Linked DNA regions of Mus musculus: region 1 is linked to region 2. The links are chromatin contacts, called in public HiChIP or PLAC-seq maps. All regions are on one chromosome and are shown on one strand. Each heading gives the region's core, a stretch centred on a gene start, on an enhancer-like site or on the middle of the called end of the contact. The rest is flanking DNA. Distances are from core to core; before and after follow the strand shown.

What was found. HiChIP or PLAC-seq counts read pairs in DNA pulled down with a chosen protein or histone mark.
Region 1: an H3K4me3 HiChIP or PLAC-seq map of embryonic midbrain shows a contact between it and region 2, with 2.7 times the contacts expected there. The contact joins the promoter of Ildr2 here to the enhancer-like site in region 2. A contact is called at or near these places in 9 of 39 promoter capture datasets (the 3T3-L1 cell line, 3T3-L1-derived adipocytes, embryonic stem cells and 4 more), 1 of 115 datasets of contacts at active chromatin or transcription factors (embryonic midbrain) and 1 of 9 other capture datasets (adipose tissue).

What each region holds. Positions count from the first base shown.
Region 1 is chr1:166,252,195-166,255,494 of GRCm38.p6, reverse strand. It overlaps Ildr2 (immunoglobulin-like domain containing receptor 2), which reads right to left and starts at 1,356. Exons shown (of 10, transcript NM_001164528.1): 1 at 1,029-1,356. The coding sequence starts at 1,119.
Region 2 is chr1:165,812,883-165,815,839 of GRCm38.p6, reverse strand. All of the region lies in intron 1 of Cd247 (CD247 antigen), which reads right to left. Among named protein-coding and RNA genes, the nearest start is that of Gm23402, 4.6 kb to the right of the region's middle. Within about 2 kb of position 1,524, at least 53 of the 459 cell types and tissues checked have an H3K27ac peak or open chromatin away from gene starts, as enhancers often do. A contact at or near this core is called in adipose tissue, where this site is marked.

The DNA.
Region 1 (3,300 bases), core at 107-2,606, 440 kb before region 2:
TAAGCTGGATCCCATTTTCCTAGTCTCTTGATCTCACCCCACCCTACCGCACCCTCCTGGAGCTGGTGGATGCCCCAGAGGAAACAAACTTTTTTCTTCTTGCAGCCATTTGCTCTCTTCTGCCTGCGACTGACCCGATCCTATCATCATGACCCTTCGACACCTTATTCTGTCTTCTCCACTGTCTCTTTGGTTGCCTCTGGCCCACCCCCAGCCATCCAAAGCCTCCTCCCCCTGCCCCATTTTGCCTTCAGCGGGCTACTCTGAATCTGAGGTGGCCACCCCAGCGCCACTTGTTCCTTAACCCAGAATTGCTGAATTGTACAGTGTTACACACAGGGCTTCTCCTAGCACCAGACGATGGGAAGAAAGTTCACAAAAGGAGAAGAGGTGCGCTACAAGCACCGCCAAAGTTACCTCTGAACCTCCATACAAATTAACGTTGTTGGGGGGGGGGGCGTCGATCTATTACAGGGTTGTCTTTTATCTTCTCCAAATGGCTCCAGTAAGACTGATAGGGCCTTAAATTCCAGGCCAATCAAGCTGTTCTTCATCTTCCTAAACCTTTCCCCCTACAGCCAGAGAGCCCCAGCGAATGTTCCTGGGTCTCCCTCCTCTTCTGTGGAAGTAGCTAGGGAGACACTCCCCTACCCACCTCCCAAACCCTGCCTCCAGAAAACCAGAGCTGTTAATGAATCAACCCCTTTCCCCAGGCTTTGCCCAGGACTCGGAGCCTAACAAACTCAGAGAAAGAAGGAGGAAGAATCATTGTCTGGAGGGGAAATATACCTCCTAAGAACAGCCTCATAGCGCTAGTGAGTCAAACACCTGCATCTCCATCCAGCTCCTTCGCAATCCGGCATTCTCCCTTGCCTCCCCCATCATACACACACACACACACACACACACACACCACAGGCTAAGCAGCTTTAACACTGTCAAAAAGGAGGAAAACGAAGGTGGAGTGGAACACCACCACTGTAGGAATACATTTAAAGTTATCCGTAGCTGTGGCAAACGACTCTTACCTGTTAACCAGAAGACAGCGGTCCACCCCAACACGACCCTATCCATCTTCCCCAACTTCCCATCCAGATCCAGAGTGGGAAAAGCGGGCATCAGCTGGCACGATAAGATCCGGATGACCTCGCAGCAGCAGGCGGCGGCGGCGGCGGAGCGCGGGCCCCGCGCGTCCCTGGCGCCGCAGCCCTCGGGGCTGGCCGCGCAGCCCGGCCCCGGGCGCTGGACGCCGCCGCCTGCGAGAGGCGCGCTGCCGCTGGCTCTAGAGTCCGATTGGGCTGCGGGGGCCGTTCCCGCACGCACAGGCTGCGCGGCACCGGCGAGCGCCTCCCCGCAGCAGAGCTCGCCGCGCGGGGGAGCTCGATCGCCGCGCCGCCGCCCGCGCCAACACCGCCCGCCAAAGTTTCTCGGTCACGTGCCGTCTCCCGGGGCTGGGAGGTCAGAGCCTAGCAGCGAAGTCCACCCCAGAGGGCGGACCATGTGGCGGGGGCTGCGACTCAAGCTCTACTTGAGCCACCAAGCAGGCTGGGACTCGATGTTTCCTTGCACCTGTACTGGGTGTCAGGGACAGAAAGGCTACAAGGACTTGGCATAACTTCTCCTGGGGCTTAGACCTGTGTGGTGTTTGTTTGTTTGTTTGTTTGTTTGTTTTTGTTGTGCCCTGGCTGGTGCATCTGGTTCAACGAACCAAGAGGCCCCAACCAAATTAGGATCCATAGGGGAGAAACCCTTTAGGCAAAAATCTTTTTTCTGTTAAAACGTATGTGGCCTTTTTAACAGAAAATGAGCAGAGAGAGAGAGAGAGGGAGAGAGAGAATGGGAGGGGGAGGGGGAGGGGGAGGGGGAGGGGGAGGGGGAGGGAGAGGGAGACTACACCTATACATTCTCCATTTGCAGCGTACATTTCCATGGGCTATGCCCACTTTTAAAATGGAGTTGTCTCCTGTCTATTGGAAAGGACTCACAATACGTTGAGAAAGCACTGAGAAACGAATGTTTGGGTTAGCAAATATATACTAAGGCTCTCCTAGGCTCTAAGCATTAAGGCTACAGGATGAGAATGGTGTCCCTTGAGGAGCCATATCCTGGGTCCAGGAGAGGAAGAAAGGCCAGACCTTTAGAGGCATAATGCATAGTCATTGTAAAAAATATGCCGGTTGATGTCATTGTAGAAGAGATAGGGAAGGGGCAGGTGGACTCAGGAAAGAACAAGTTAGTCCCAGGGGTGGGGCTGATGACCACAATAAAGGAGACATCTGTGTTAACACTTGAAAGATGGGACAAGATTTGGGCTTGTTGAGGGTTGGTGGCAGTAAGGAAGCAGACACCCATATTCTGTCTAGAGGAAGGGAGAAAGAACTCCGAAGGACCGAAAAATGCCCGTGAACTCGGAAACAGAAATCCTTCACCCTAAGAATGTATGCATGTGAAAGCAGGGGTGATGTATATATGGGGACATGCAGAATCAGGAGGAAGCTCAATGGTGGCCTTTTGCCACCACTTGCCTTCTTTTTGCATATCTGGACAGTTCCAAATACAGAAGCCAGAAAGTCTAGTCACCTCCTAACCACCAAAGCTGGAGGAGAGGCCCCTGGCCCCAGTATGGCCAGGGTGACCTCTTAACAGGTAGGTTTCTGAATCTGGATAAAGTAGTGCAAGAGGCAGGCACACCGGACAATCAGTTTTGCCCGGAGGTAGCAGCAGCATCAGGGGCCGGGGCCAGGTGTGGTGGTTGGAGGCTGGGTGGCCACCCTGCTCAGGGGTGTGATCTGAGCTGCAGTCCTGGTGTGGCCTCTCTAGGTTCCCACTTGTCTCCTACATCTGGATCTTCAACGTTTTTAGTAAGTCTTAGAGTCACTCATTACATTTCATCTTTTACTTAACTTGAGTGATTTGTATGCTATTAAGAGTCCTGAGTAATAAGCTCTGTGAGAGAAATTTGAGAACTATATCCTTTAGCACCCAGAAAAATCAGAAAATTAAGATGGGACTTAACATCCGGAGGTTTCTTATCAGAGCCTAAGCAAGTTTGTGGGTGTTTTACAGGATTCCTGGTTTAATCCTAATGAGGAAACTTGAGCATAAAGATTGTCACTAGGACCTTTAAGATCAAGAAGCCAATGAATGCCAGAGCTAGACTTTAACCTCAGGTCACCTGGCTTCAAAACGTATGCTTTCCGCTACAAAAAGTTTGTCTACATAAAAGGGTTAAAATATCAATGTATTTGTATTATGCTCTGCTATTTACTGCATGCCTATGTTTGTACATACAATGTCTGG
Region 2 (2,957 bases), core at 275-2,774:
TTCCATGGGGTGCAAATGACATCATAATGAGATCACTTTATAAAATGGACCTCAGAATATAGCTATCAGAGATTATCATCATACTTAGTAAAAACAATTAATAATGATTGCCAGGATGCGTTAAAGAGAAATTACTCAGAGACCCTTGTTGAGGAACAATAAGAGTGACTTTACCCAGGCCATTTAGACAGATAAAGGACCACTTTGGTGGGCTCCTCAGTGGGAAAGAGCAGTGGGGCTCAGCTTGACCACAGTAAGGGCAGGTGGGCAGGTATAGTCCGACGTCAGGCAGGAGGGGTCAGTGGATGGAAAATTACTAAGAAAGATATATCAGGAGTGAGAGAGAGATTCTGGCTAAGCTGACGTCACAGGATCCCAGCTGAAGACAAAATGAGGCACCCCTGAGGGACAGTGGAAGACGGGGCTCATTGGATTCTGAGATATTGAGTGTGACCAGGTGTCAAGTGTGAGCTTCTTGCTGGATTGACTTAGCAAGAGTCTCAGGGTTTTATTAAGCACACATGGACCAAGGAGGAGAGCCGGAAGCTCAACTAAAGCTGGTCAGAAACACTGTCAATCGACATAATGGTGATTTTGAAACCTTTTGGAAAAAAGACCCCACAGACCTGTGCTAGAGGAGACCAAACACCTCTGCGTGTGCACACCTGCTTTCAGTGCCTCAGGAGCAGCTCGGGGAAGCCAGGGGCTACTGAGCACAGGGTAGGTTTCTGGGTTGGGGGGAAGGAAGGGCTGATTGCTGTGTCCAGGATCGATGAGGGTGACTCTTCCCAACCATTAGCCCACATCTCATGGGGAGGCAGGCAGCTTGCAAGGCAGGGCTGAGGCGTAGACTGGATTTGTGAAGTTTTAACTCCCGACAGCTGACAAAAGACTAATAAAATCTGGGCCAGGATTTTCCCAAGAGGGATGTGTCACCATGGACTAGAAATGAAACCGAGGGGAGGAGGGCTTTTGGAAGAACTCCCTTATCCTCTGCGCTTTTGTGGGACAGTTGAAAATACACGTGGTGCTAAATTAGCGCTCCAAGACCACGAATAAAAGTGCTTTCACATTCCTTTCTTTAAAAATATTTATTCAAATGGGATGAAATGTTATGGGGGCTTTGTGTCTGGAAGCAGGGTTAATTAAGGATTTCCTGCCGGCTTTGTGAGGCGGTGACATGCCATTGAGATGCCCCGTCTATTTAGTCTGCCTGCTTCCCTTTTCTTTCTATTCATCCAGCTGGTGGTGAAATTCCAGGGAAATCTTTGCAGGGATGTAAGAGAAAACACTGCTATTCCCTACATTCTGTGCTTACCAAGAAAATGAGGGTGTCGGAGACTCGAGGCACACAAACCAGACTACTACAGAACCAGGTCTGGGTCCCCTTCCTTGAGGTTTGTAAAATGTGATGTAGCTGGTGTGCAGAAAAGAGGCTCTTGAGCTCCTGGCCAGGGGTTTTCAAAGGAAAAGCCCAGCCGCCTTGTGCGGCCTCCTGAAACAAAGGCCCAGGGCAGCCCCTTGGAGCTCAGCGCCCCCATCACCTCCCCCGTTCTCACAGGCGGTTTCCCTGACATAAAAGGGCTGCCTGATGCAGTTGCTCCTTCAACAGCAGGTTTAAAAAATGCATGAAACCCAAGATTGAATGCCACCCAGTTTGGCCTCTACAGAGGCTAGCTCTGCAGAGGGACAAGGGGCAGCCAGGCCAACCAAGAAACCAAGGAAGCCTGCTTTCTGCTCCCTGAGGCAAACCTGTTTTAGGGGCCAATCACCCCTCCCCCATTTTGATCTTCTGACCCCAAATAGGATCTGTGGCTTGTTTCTCTTGAGGACCCTCCTGCCCTGGAAGCAGTCAGTTTCCCCAGGCAAATGTAGGCAAACAGGGTCCAGCACTCAGAGTTGGGCTGCCCCCAACTGCTGTCGCAAAGCTGTCCTCAGAGCCTGTCACCGTTCTGCGCCACCTTAATTTTTCTTACCCACCTTAACTTCTAATTTTTCTTATCTTGTTCTCTACACATCTTCTCCCTTCCCTCCTTTTGCATTGTCTCTGAAGGGCCATGCATACGCAGTTACTATATTTTTGTATGTGTTAATATGATTAGTTTGTTAAAATGGTATGCCAGGTTTAGGTCCTTCGTCCCTTCGTTCCTTTTGACAGACCCTCACCGTGCAGTCGTGGTTGGTTTACAATTCACTATATAGACCAGATGGCCTTGAACTCATGAAACTCCCCCCCCCCCCCGAGACTGCGACTGCCTCCTGAGTGCTGCTGGCACTGAAGGGGAAACCTTTACTTTGCCTGTTTCTTTCTGTTCAAAAGTTCAGATCGCTTCACCCCAGCGAGAGCAGCTAGGATGGGAAATCAGAAGCAAGTGTTGGCAAGGATATAGAGAAACTGCTGTGCCAGATGCTCCTGGTAGGGATGTAAACTGGTATAGTCGCTGTGGAGGATAGCTTGCCAGTTCTTGCACAAGTTCAACTACTACATGACCTCCCAATCCTACTTCCGAGTACACATCTGAAGAGACTGGAAAGCAGACCCCTGTCTGCCCACACTCAGAACACTTTCCTCACAATACCAAGTAGAAGCAACCTAGGTGTCCATCACTTGGTGTGTGACCAAGCCAGACGGGATCTGTAAATACACCTGGGACATTATTCAGTCTTTAAAAGAAGATTCTGACACCTACTAAAGCAAGATAGGGCCCCACGGATAATATGCTAAAATAAGAAGAAAACATTCAAGCATTCAAATACTGTATGATTCTGTTCATACAAGATACATAGGGAAGTCAAAAAATCATAGAGACAGAACATAGAATGGGAGTTGGGGGTGGGGCAGTTGGCGGGCACTGGAGGTTGGTGGATGTATGGTTTCAGTTTTACAAGATGAAAAGAGGCTTAGAGACAGTTGCTCAACCAAACGACTGTACTTAATACCACTGAACTGTACACCC